3 separate regions of the Zea mays genome follow, and regions 1 and 2 are each linked to region 3. The links are chromatin contacts, called in public Hi-C maps. All regions are on one chromosome and are shown on one strand. Each heading gives the region's core, a stretch centred on a gene start, on an enhancer-like site or on the middle of the called end of the contact. The rest is flanking DNA. Distances are from core to core; before and after follow the strand shown. Region 1 holds the start of LOC100285485. Region 2 holds the start of LOC103626994. Region 3 has its middle 87 kb from the start of LOC103628521.

Region 1 (4,304 bases), core at 134-2,633, 390 kb before region 3:
AAGCTGAATAATTCTCCTTTTCAAGCTGCTCAATCCACTTGTTTTTTAGTGCCAACAAAGTTTGGTTTTACTACTGTGGACCAAGCTGCATCCTTACATTCTTTGGCTACACATAGAGCGCTGCAGGTGCTCTCTCCCCAGTGACAACCTGCAGGTTCGCCGGTGGGATTCCCAATAGTGGCTGATAAGCTAGTTGCAGATCAGTTGCTATTCCACCATATTTTCTGCCTGGGGATTGCAAACTACTACTGGAAACCTTTGTTCAACAAACCCTAATGCAACTGCACCCAGTATTGCTGCTTCTCCTTACCGGATTGTTCTGTATGGATCTACTGATGTAACACCCTAAAAATGATTTTCCTAGTGAGTAAATAAGTTTTATTTGTTTATTTTAATTTCCCATGAATTTAAATATTCCAAATAATAACTTCCCACACAGTTAATCTTAGTGGCAAAAAACTAAATATATGAGTTTCAACCTACACTTATTTCATAATAAAGGACAGCATAAAGAGTTCTTTTCCAGAAACTAGAAAGTGCAGACATCACCTTTTCCCCTTTTTGATTATGATGGATAGAATCAAAGTTCAGCACACCCTGTAGCAGTAAGGCTCAAAGATTTTGGACAACAGGAATAACACTCGGGCCAGCGATGCTAAACATGGAACAGAAGCAAGTAGAATCCATAAGAGAGGATGAGAACTGCTGTTACCCGTCGTGTAAAAGAGCAAGTATCCTCGATAATAGATATCGGGAGCAGGTATGAACCGGGATATGAATTGGCATGTTCTTTCTCAACTATTAGTGCTCATCGTAGATGAAAGAATTGAGACCACTGGAAATTGCACCAGTTTATTCAAGAACTTAGATCTGATTTGATGACTCACTCTGTTGGATAAGCATGAAGCGAACGCCTATCTCCCCCAAGAGTACTCCAAGCCCCTCACCAAGCAAATTCCTCCCATGCTGCATCACCAACTACTCGAATCTAATTTTTCTACCTCAAGTTCGAACTGGAAGGAAAATTGGGAACCAAAACTTGCAGCAAACATAAATAGACAAGTCACACGGACCCTAACCTGCACCGCCCCCGGCTGCACAGGAGACCGGCAGCCACCGGGTGCCCCCGCTGCGCGCGACGCGGCAGGCCAATCCGCTCTTGGAGGCCGCCGCATGCGTGTGGACCCGACGGTGGGAGCCAGCGGCGGGAGTCATTAACGCGAGGAATGCCTGCGCGCAGGGAACGACGGACGCCAAGTTCATCGTGCGTTATAGCGCTGCTCGCTCGACGCGATCGCCGATCAGGGATGAAGTGAAGTGGACTGGAGAGCGCTGGTGAGTGGCGAAGGATGCACATGGCCTTATCTGTCGTGACGAGAGCTGTGATTGTGAGCCTGTGTCAAACGGCCAAACCCCGCAGGCTGTGCTGTAACGCCTGAGCCGAATTGGTGCCAGTGGGCTGGGCCGAGCCCATTCGAGCCCTTTTCTTTTAGTTAGAATTTACTTTTTCAAGTTCAAAGTGGAATCTTGTGAAATTCATATAAAATCAAATCAAAACCTAAAAATAGCAAACCTAAATTTTGTAGACTTATGATACACAGATCTAAACAATAAAAATACCAGTACATGTGAAACGACTAGTATGAACATAGCTATTTTAGTCATGCTTTTATATTCATCCAAAACTTAAGATAAATTCAAAGTATGACCACATCACTAATATATTGTTATGGCCTATTTGAATCCCATATACTAAACTTTAGCGAAGTATTAATGTTTAGCACACTTTAAGGAAGCTAAATTGATATTGAGTGCTAAATTTTAGCACTTCACTTTAGCACTCATATTTGAATCTATAAGTGCTAAAAATGTAGTGCTAAACTTTGGTACCATGGATCCAAACATACCCTAATGCTAAAAGTTTCAAACTCAGAAAAGTTCATATGGACGTGTTGTTATATTTTTATAGGAAGTTCTTTTCAAATAATTTATTTAAAAACACATTAAGTTAGTGGAACACTATAGTAAAAGTTTCACGCTCAAAGAAGTCAAAATGAGGAAGATATATATGGATTGTGTTTCTAATATAGTATTTTTTTTCATTTGCACATGTTACCTAAATGTCGTCAATGATACATTAGTCTTGTTATTGAGGTATGATGTTACTATAAATTTGTCATATCGAGAAAACATAGCATAAAATAGCAATGGATTTATTGTTCTTATTACTTATTTATCTTATTCAAAATGAATAATGGTAAGAAATGAACTAATACTTTCATATGTTCCTTAGTTAATTTTTTTTCTCAAACGTGTTGTACCATATTTTCTATTAAAGGGCCGTTTGGATCCATTAAATTTGAAGGAATTAGAAATCACTTAACAAAGTGGATTATTTGGTTGAAATTTGATATTCCACCACTTTCCAAAGTTTAGATATAATCCCAAATTCTTAGGATTAGGGGTGAAAATTGATTTTATGTATTACAAGCCCATATTTCTACTCTGTAACTTATCACGAACTCTCCGGCTCACTCCCTAATAGTAAAAATATAGCGTATAAATATCCCTCCATATAGCCAACACTAGCATATAAATATATTGAGTATACAAATATAATAGCTTAATTGGTCTATGTCTAAATTGTGATTATTAGAATTGAATTCCATTATAAAGGATACAAACGAGGCCTAAAAGAATTTACAGCATCCCCTGATAATCGGGTAATGGCCCATTTAAAAGGATCAGTATGCCTAAAACAAGAGGTGAATGCACTAATATAAAAGTTCTCACGAAATTAAAACATACCACTTACATCATTTAACTATTGTTCCTAAATTGTGTTTCTAGACTGCTGCATAAAGTTCTGCAACTTAGAGGGTGTTTGGGACTCCTCAGTGTTCTAGCTTTAGCGTGAAACTATAGTTTATAATATAAATTTAAGTAGTTTAAAAAATAATGACTTGTCTAAATGTCTTCGGTTCATAACTCTAGCTTCATGATTTTCTGGAGCATCTAATGACTTGCTCCACCATTCCACCAAATTTTCTGGAGCTGGATCGGAGTAGTCCCAAATAGGTCCTTAGTTCGAACCTATTAAGAACAAGGAGATAACTAGAGTGGGGGCTAATAGTCTTTTCTAAAGTTAAGTCATGTCAACTAATTGAAACTTCTCTCTAGATATGAAGTGTTAGGCTTAGCAATTTTGGTGAGGTCACAGGATTGTGAGTTTTGCAACTCAATACAAATACACCGTAGACTAGTGTGAAAAGGTACATGGAAAAGCTAATGTGAGAGTTTGTGTGGGTTTGTAATATGGATTTCTGTGCTTTTTGAAAAGACTATGAACACCTAATAGGAGTGAATTAGGCCTTCTAAAATTCTCGTTGATCTAGGCCACAAATAACTCTACTAAATAAAATCTATGCAAATAACTAAACAATAAGGTATAAACTAGGTTTCGTCTAAGTGTTGCTATCTCTAGTGTAAAAGGAGTTATGCAACCTAAGTTCCAATCCTATATTCTAAACTAAGAATAATAAAGATTGTAACTTAAGTAATCAATGCAAATGAAAAAGCTTAAGAGCAAAGGTAGAGAATACAAACTCCCGTGGATGCGTCGATATTTTTGCCAAGGTATCTAGAACCACGCAAGGTCCTTACTAATCTTCGTTGCCCCTTCACAAAGGGATGTCTACGTGAGGGCCAAGCACCGGGACAACTAACTCCGTAGAGGGTTGCAGACCTTCTCCAGGCGCAAGCGGTGCTCCACTTCTGGTCTCCTCTTGGACGCTCTCTGTCGTCTTCACTATCGAGCTTTCAGCCAAATCATCATGGGCCTCGTCCCCTCCAATACACGATGGTGGCCACACCACAAACGTAGATGTCGTGGTCTCGCAAAATGTCGCCCCCACTCGGTACAATATTACAATGGCTCGTGCAAGAGTCGAGAGGTTTGTGGGTTTTTTAACCTCACTCACACAACTAGGAACAAACCTAGAGTAAATGCTAAAGCGGTCTAACTAACCTAAGCACTTTTCAAAGCACCTACGATAATCACCGAGTGATTATATTAAGCACTTGGGCGTTGGAGCTATTGGAGATGTGTATCACTTGTGTTAGTATGAGCTCTACACACCTTCATGGTCGGCTAAGGGGTATTTATAGAGCCCCCATCCAAAACTAGTCGTTGGAGGAATCTTGCATTTTTGCACCACTGGATCGCAGATTTGGTTCCTCCACGCCAGCTAGCCATTAGCTTCTGACTGCTACAGTTGTGGTTCGGTGTACCACCCGCACGGTTC
Region 2 (4,002 bases), core at 516-3,015, 400 kb after region 3:
GCCCGACGACGACGATGGGCGCAGAGAGGAAGGGAGCGGCCTTCTGGCCGATCGACGACGTGTGGAGGCGTGGCGGCGGCGCGTGGAGGTGCGGTGGCGATGGATCAGGTAGCCAACGATGCTGGGAGGCACGCTGGCAGTGGATTGGACGGCAGGGGTCACTGGGAAGCATGGCAGCGACGGATAGGCTGGGCATTAAGTCCGCATTGCTCGGAGGATCTGGTCCACGACCACGTCGGAAGGGGGAGTATTGCAGGGGGAGGAGGCACATAAGAGGGAGGGCCACGATCGACCGTCTATAGCGGGGGGGGGGGGAGAGAGGGGCGAGCCACGTGGCCCACGACCTAGGGCTAGCGTTGTAGGAGCCAGCGCTAGTGCAGAGCAAAGGAAGGAAGGGGCACCATGGCGAGTTGCAGGTGGCTTGGTGCTAGAGAGGCACTCGCCGACGAGCTTCGTAGCTAGGTGGACGTCGACGAGGGAGCTGGGCGCCGGAGCGTCTGTGCTCGAGGAGGAACAGAGTAGGGAAATATAGCAGGGGACGTCGCGACGGCGGCTGGGCACCCGCCTGCCCTCAGTCTGTGGCACAGAAAAGTAGCTGGCCCACGTCTAAGATGGGTCGCTACCCCGGGAGGGAAGGATGAGCCTCTCGGGGCACGCAGAAGGTGTTGTGCGGTGGCCTAGACAAAGGTGGGTGGAAAAAACCTAGCTAGCTAATGCCATGAAAGAGAATGAAAACTCTTTGATTGTATATATATATATATATAATCAGAACCTTAACCCTAATGGGTTGGCAGCCCAATAGTGATGTCAGAGCCCCCACACACACAGAACACACTATCTACCAGTAAGGCTATCTTCAACAGGTTAATCATCCTTATACATATATTTAAACTCCACTCTGCAACAGTTCATTCTATATGCGTTTTACAATGTAAAACAGTGTTTTAGGTGGAACTGCTGGACACGATATATAAGGCCCAACAAGATTGGATGGACTAAAATATTTTTGCTATTCAAAATTGATCCGATCTCCTCTGATATTCAGGTCGTAAGTAAACATGCAACTACGAAGCGCCAAATAATTAGCTAGTGAAGCGTGGATGGCAGCGGTGCCGGCGCGGATGTCATGCTGCGGTTAGAATGAAAAGCAGAGAGGCAGTACGCACCAAGGATGAGCATTGCGTCGGGTAGCGCGCCGAGGATGGGCAGGAAGAGGCCGCCGACGACGCCAGGGCCGAGGACCTCGAGCAGCAGCTCGCTGCCGGCGGAGAGGTAGGTGGCGGCCTTGAACATGAGGAGGCCGTAGGCGAGGACGAGGAAGAGGTTGCCGGGCGCGGTGTCGGTGCAGGGCAGGAAGCCGTACGTCATCTCGCAGGCCTCAGGCGCCGGATCCTCCCCCGCCGCCGACGGGAGCCGTAGGACCGACGTCGCGGCGGCAACCTCATCACTGCTGCCGGCGAGGAGGAGAGAGCGGTCATCGTCGGAGAAAGAGATGCCGCGGCGGCCATGTGCGGCGCCGGCGATGGCGAGGACGAGGAGGAGGAGACGGAGTGGGAGACGCGTGGGCATTGTCACGCACGGGTGCAGCGAGTGGAAGAGAGAGCGAGCGAGCGGGACGCCAACGGCCAATGCAAGAGTGCGTCGTTGTTTCAGGTAGGGTTTGGCTGGGAGGGAGATGGAGCGGGATGGCTCTGTCTCCGCGAAACGGGATGATTGATGAATCTATTTTCTGTCGATGCCGTGAATGGGGAGGACCGACGCGCCGCAGCAACAGGGAGGCCCCAAAAAAAAACTTCGATGCCGCGAATGCACGAACATAATCTAATCTAGTAACGTAAGAAATAGAATATTATATAAATTTAGAAGAAAAGAAAGCTAGACGTTTTCACATTTATAAGTGCATGTTCGTCGTCATTGGGTGGACACAACAACAAAACAATCTTGCCTTGCTCCTTGCCACGCGTCTAGGGTGTGTCGCCCGCCACCACCCGACCACCGACCACCGCGACACGACTACACGAGGAAGGCAGCAGCAGGAGGCACGCCAAAAGCGTCCAGGAATCGCTGGCGAGCGACAGTGCAGCTTTGCAAATCCGGGAACTGCCGCATGGACATGAGAAAAAAAAAAGGTAAGGAACTGTTGCGTGTGATTTCTCTGGATAGGTGTACACGTACGTATAACGGCCGGAGGACGACGACGCGTGTGTATCCGCGTGTGCACGCGTCGCTGCCAGAGCGAACCACCAGTCGCCTCTCGTTGACTGGCCTGCCCACTTCCTGATGGTAAAAGGCTCCTTTGATCGTCGTCGGCTCGGAATGCCAGCGCGCGCTGCCGCACGACATGCAGAGTCTCCGATCCTTCCTTCATTCGGATGCCAACACAACATGGCCCGTTTATTTACAGAGAGTCGACCGCGTTGACGCGACTTTCGTCAACGCGAACATCCCTGAATCAAATTAGGGCCCGCTTAGCTTAACTTTTTAAAGTACATATTGTGGATTTGGTTATATGAACTAGCTCTATCATTTGTGTTTTTCATACAACTCAAATACTTTAAAAACGTCAAATATTTCACACATAACGAAGATTGGTTGTGCTTATATATTTTTTTTACCAAGGTAAATTGAGTTAGGTCACAATAATAAAAATTGGCTGAGCTTATATATTTTTTATCACTACGTCAAAAACGCCTAAAGGAGATATGACCGTCTGTAACACTTGTTAAAAATATGTCACTGATTTTTTTACAGTGACATCTTTTTTTAAAAAACACGTCTGTGCACACGTGGCATTTATTGTAAAAACATGTCACTAATGAAATATAGTAATAATCAAGTGACATCTTTTATTTTACGTGTGTGTGATATGTTTAGTGACGTGTATATATAAACATGGCACTGGCTTCAAACGCCAAATCTATTTAGTGACGTTTATATAAAAACATGCCACTGACTTTCAGACGTCATATCTGTTTAGTGACGTCATATCTGTTTAGTGATATGTATATATAAACATGTCACTACTTCAAACTTCGCGGCGTAGTTAAAATTTAATTTTTTTTTCAAACGATCTCAAATGAAAAACCACCAAAATAAAAGTTTTAGGTATTAAAAAGTTCTGAAACTTTGTAGTTGACAACATTATAATTTGAAATCATCTTGTCTTAGAAAAATGCGTCTAAAGTTTTCAAATTTGAAAATTAAATTTTGTAAACGACCTCGGATAAAGAAACTACCAACATGACAGTTGTAGATCTCAAAAAGTTATGCAACTTTGTTGTTGACAAGTTTTCCATTTGAATTTATTTAGTGCCTCAAACAATCAAATTACACTTGATTAATTATGATATGCGAGGAATGAAAATGTAATATAGACACAAATGAGTTGGTGGTGTAGTGGTAGATAAGGTCATGCTTTAGGAGGAGGTTGAGTGTTTAAATCTCACAAGTCACACAGTTGCTTGGATGGGAATAATTTTTTTATCTGGGTAGTTTGACACGTATTTATAAAAACACGTCACTAAAGTGGTTATATTAGTGACATATTTTTACACGTCACTAAACAGATTCAATTAGCGATATAAAATCTGAGACACGTTTTACACACGTCACTAATTAAGCTAAAAATGCGTCACTAAATACATGTTTTTTACGTAGTGAAAGTCGCCTAGAGGGGGGTGAATAGGCGAAACCTGAAATTTATAAACTTAAACACACACTAAGGTCGGGGGTTAGCGTTAGAATTAAATTCAAGTCCAAAAGAATCTCTCTTACTAGGAGTTGCTCAAGGATTGTGAATGACGTAAGAGAGCCAACTCAAATTCACACTAGCAAGAAAACATTAGAGAAGGGAAAACAAATCAAACAAGAATCAAGGCGAATGAACACGATGATTTGTTTTACCGAGCTTCGGTTCCAAAGAACCTAGTCCCCGTTGAGGAGGTCACAAATACCGGGTATATTTCAACCCTTTCCCTCTCTCAAACGATCACTTAGACCGAG
Region 3 (4,104 bases), core at 322-2,821:
GTTATTCTATAAATAATTATCTCAACTTTAATCTAAGTTATAAATTTACCATAAATTATATTTTGGTAGATAATGATGAGCACATTAACAAGACTAACCAACATAAGTTAAATAAAGATCTAATTATAAAAGAATGAGACATGGCATAATAACTATTGTTATTGCATATTAATTATTTATACGAGACTAACGCAACTTAAACGGATCAAATCGGAGTTAAAATGAGGAAGATACGAATTTCCTAAGATTTTATGTATTTGATACGAGATTAATTAAGAAATAATTTTTAATACCATTTTCATGTTAAAACAGAGTTACTAAATGATAAACAATAATCTTACAAAATTATAGAAACTGAAATGGACTCATTTGGACTTAATATGAATTTTCTTGGGATTAAACAAGTTTTCCATAATTAATTTTGTGCTAAAAATCATTTCTTAAATGAATTTCTTAAATGAATTTCCATAATTAATTTTCCTAGAGGCCAGGACTGCACATCAATTTCTGGAAAATATAGGGTTCCTGGGGTAAGATTGCCTAAGACACAGATCTATCCCGCGGGGGATGTCGGGTTCAATTTCATAAAAGTACATGGACTCATCTGCAAAACAGCGGATGAAGGGGTATGGGCGACTCTGAGCCCTCCGATCTCGGCTGAATGGCCCCGATTAGAACATGAATCAAAGGAATGGGTTTTGATCTACGACCGACCAATCTGAGATCGATGGCCCGGATCACACTCTACTTCTCTCAACCCAGCCCGTCCATGCACAGATCAGCGGCCAGGATTGATCCCAGCCAAAGTAGTACGTCGTTCTAATCTTGATCGCCCAAAATCGATCGGGCGGCCCAGAAGTCGCCCCTAACCCCTCGACGTCCCTGCTGACCGAACTACGATGCGCCTACGGTATTCCGCGGCGGAGGGCTCCAGTGAGACCTTCGGTTTTCGCAATACGAAGTCAATGGCCCTCCTGAGGGCGGCTACTCGAACCACCGGATGCATACAAAATACAAGAGCGCAAACATACCGACAATCGGGCAGTAGGGGTTGTAATCGCGACGAGGGGCGGGCGAAGGCGTTGCATAGCGTCGACAAGAAATCCAGGCAACCCCAGCTGCCGAGCTCGCCCAGAAGGGTTTCGACCACGTGCGGAGTGCCCTAGTGGTGGTCCCGGCATCCACCGAAGCCCGGCCCTCAACGTGTGGAGGTGGCGCCGACGGCGGCGAGCTTTCCGCCCCACACAACACATGGTCAGCTCTCTACGGTGAGTATTTCGAGTCTCGACTGGATGAGGAAGAGGCCGCGGAGGTTGGCAATGGCCCCAATTTACACGCGGGGCCAGGAGACCGGGCCTAGGCGTTCGTGTCGAGCTTCTCGCGTGGTGGTTAAACGGAGTTCGCCATGCGTGCGAGGTCGACGACTCTGTCAAAGGGACCCCATGCGACAGAGACAGGGGAGAGAAAGGAAGCGTTAGGGCGACTGGCGGCCAGGCCCCACTGCACCGCGATGAATTCCAGCGACCGGAGGCTGAGCAACGATCCCCACACATCAAAGACCAGGTTGACGCGTGTGGAGCGTGACAGAGAATGACCGAGGGACCCGCATGTCAGTGGGTTTGAGGGGCACGCGGCGTGATAAGAAGTGGGCTGTGCGGGTATAAAGGGAAGGTGGGCCGAGCTTAGCGAATCCGGCCCAGCGCACAGCTTCTCTTTTCTTTTATTTTGGTTATTTCTTTTCCTTTTCTTTTCCATTCTCTTGATTTTCAAATCTAAATTTAAATTTTGTCATGAGTCTCACCATGAATCAAAATGTACCCAATTCAAATATTAGTGTAAAGAAGTATATTCTTATTTATACATTTTATTTTTCCTCATTTGTTTAGTATTTTCTTCTCTTTTCTCAAATTCTAATATTGCACCTTTGGGTTAAAACCTAATTCCCATCTCATTATTATATTCCTATATTATTCCTTTTTGACATTACAAAATTCTAATTCCAATCTAAGATAAAGTTTAGGAATTCACCTTTTACTACATACTCCAAATCAATTATGAAACAATAGATATATATTTATTTTAATTGATTAAAGGTTTGATATATGAGACACACTCATATTGTTTTCTTTGAATGTGGGATAAGAAGTAAAAGTTACTTCGAAATTAAGTATTCATGTAAATAAATGTTTATGGTGCATCCTTTAATAATATGCATAATCAATTAGTTCAATAGTAAACTTTTCTATTACTTCTTTTCTAAAATATTTCTTGGTTTTCAAAATTCAGTTCTCAATTTTCAACACTCAAGTATAATTTGAGATATCTGAATTTACTATTTCATTTATCCATATCTTTATTTTGTTATTATTATTATTATTATTATTATTATTATTATTATTATTATTATTATTATTATTATTGTTGTTGTTGTTGTTGTTGTTATTTTCTTATGCACATTTTGGGCATTACTGTTCAAAATGAGTTGCTTTTTTATATGTTGGAATAAATCACCAAAAAGGAGGAGACTGAAAGGGAAATGTGCCCTTGGGCCATTTCTATATTGTTTTCGTGATTAGATGCACAACACACTATGTGAGAACTAACATGACGTTGAGCAAAGGTATATGAAGCAAATCTAGACGGATCAAGTATGAAGGTAAGTTCTAGACACTTAGTCATTTGTTTTATGTGCTAAACATGCTTGTCTAAGTGTCAAGAACTCAGTTGAGTAAAGTCAAAAAGGAGCAAAAGAAGTTAAGCTGAAACAGCCAGACTTCACCAGCCCGCGGGTGCATCGGACACTGTCCGGTGCCCAGGCTGGCGCGTCCACGAACTTGTTGCTCTCAGGAATCATCGAGGACGATGCGGCTAAAATTCACCGGACTGTTCGGTGTACACCGGACTGTTCGGTGTACACTAGACTGTTCGGTGTACACCGGACTGTCCGATGAGCCAACAACGTCTGCGCCAACGGTCGACAGCGCAATCAGCGCGCAATCAACGGGCGATGTGTGGCCAGAGCCAATGGTCACCAAGCTGCACCGGACTGTCCGGTGTGCCAAGGGGACCATGGCTGCAACGGTCGGCTTCATCAAACAAGGAAAGAAATTACGCACTGTTCATGTCCGGTGGTGCACCGGACTGTCCGGTGCGCCCACGGACATAAGGCAAGAATTTCCTACCAAATGGAGCTTCAATGACTCCTAGCTACCTTGGGGCTATAAAAGGGACCCCTAGGCTCATGAAACATTACACCAAGCCGTCATTGAACATCCTAAGACACCTAGACTCCACAAGCACACATCCGTTGTGTTTGAGATTTGAGCACTAGTTTGAGCTGTGTACTCTCTGCACTGTGTTTGTGTGCTCGTTTCTTGATTTGTGTATGTGTCGTTGATGCGACCCTAACTCTTGTGTGTGTATCTCTTCCCACCTTACTCTTGTGGTTTTATTGCAATCAATATTGTAAGGGTGAGAGGCTCCAACTTGTGGAGATTCCTCACAAAGGGAAACATCTGTTATAAGGAAGATAACCATGTTGGATCACTTGAAAGGGGTTGAATGCAACCCTCGTCCATTGGAATGCCACAACGTGGAAGTAGGCAAGTATTCTACTTGGCCGAACCACGGGATAAAATCGTTGTGTCACTTGTGTTATTTTCTACTGCAATTGCTTTCTTCCTTAGAGTTCTCATTTAATCACTTACGTTATTGTTCCTAAGTTTAATACACATTATAAAGGAACAATCAAGTGAAGAGTTCTCTACCTCTCTGATCATAGCATCTTGGTTTTGACTTCACTAATATTTCATAAACCAAGTTTGTGTTGTTTAGTATTGATTTTATAGGATCACCTGTTCACCCCCCTCTAGGTGCTCTCAAAGGTCTACCATCCTATCAGGTACCTAGGAATAGGGTACCCAAAGTAGGCCCATTACCTCCTTTTAGTCCATTTACCGAGCAAGCCTATGAGGAGGAGCGGCCGACTCGGCCCATTCGCCAAGCAAACCTGCGAGGCGGAGCGACCGACCAAGTCCTCTATCGAGCAACCCTATGAGGCGGAGCTGCCAATCAACTCACGATCGAGAAACCCTACGAGGCGGA

What was found. A called contact is a pair of places that touch in the nucleus more often than the background predicts.
Region 1: a contact with region 3 is called in a Hi-C map of tassel, with 3 times the contacts expected there. The contact joins the promoter of LOC100285485 here to the enhancer-like site in region 3. A contact is called at or near these places in 5 of 25 Hi-C or Micro-C datasets (bundle sheath, ear, endosperm and 2 more).
Region 2: a contact with region 3 is called in a Hi-C map of tassel, with 4 times the contacts expected there. The contact joins the promoter of LOC103626994 here to the enhancer-like site in region 3. A contact is called at or near these places in 5 of 25 Hi-C or Micro-C datasets (bundle sheath, ear, leaf mesophyll and 2 more).

What each region holds. Positions count from the first base shown.
Region 1 is chr5:145,928,886-145,933,189 of Zm-B73-REFERENCE-NAM-5.0, forward strand. It overlaps LOC100285485, which reads right to left and starts at 1,384. Exons shown (of 5, transcript NM_001413579.1): 1 at 1,080-1,384. The coding sequence starts at 1,263.
Region 2 is chr5:146,716,940-146,720,941 of Zm-B73-REFERENCE-NAM-5.0, forward strand. LOC103626994 reads right to left here and starts at 1,766. Exons shown (of 7, transcript NM_001351849.1): 1 at 1,167-1,766. The coding sequence starts at 1,569.
Region 3 is chr5:146,319,885-146,323,988 of Zm-B73-REFERENCE-NAM-5.0, forward strand. No RefSeq gene overlaps it. Among protein-coding and RNA genes, the nearest start is that of LOC103628521, 87 kb to the left of the region's middle. Within about 2 kb of position 1,572, at least 17 of the 20 cell types and tissues checked have an H3K27ac peak or open chromatin away from gene starts, as enhancers often do. A contact at or near this core is called in bundle sheath, ear, leaf and 2 more, where this site is marked.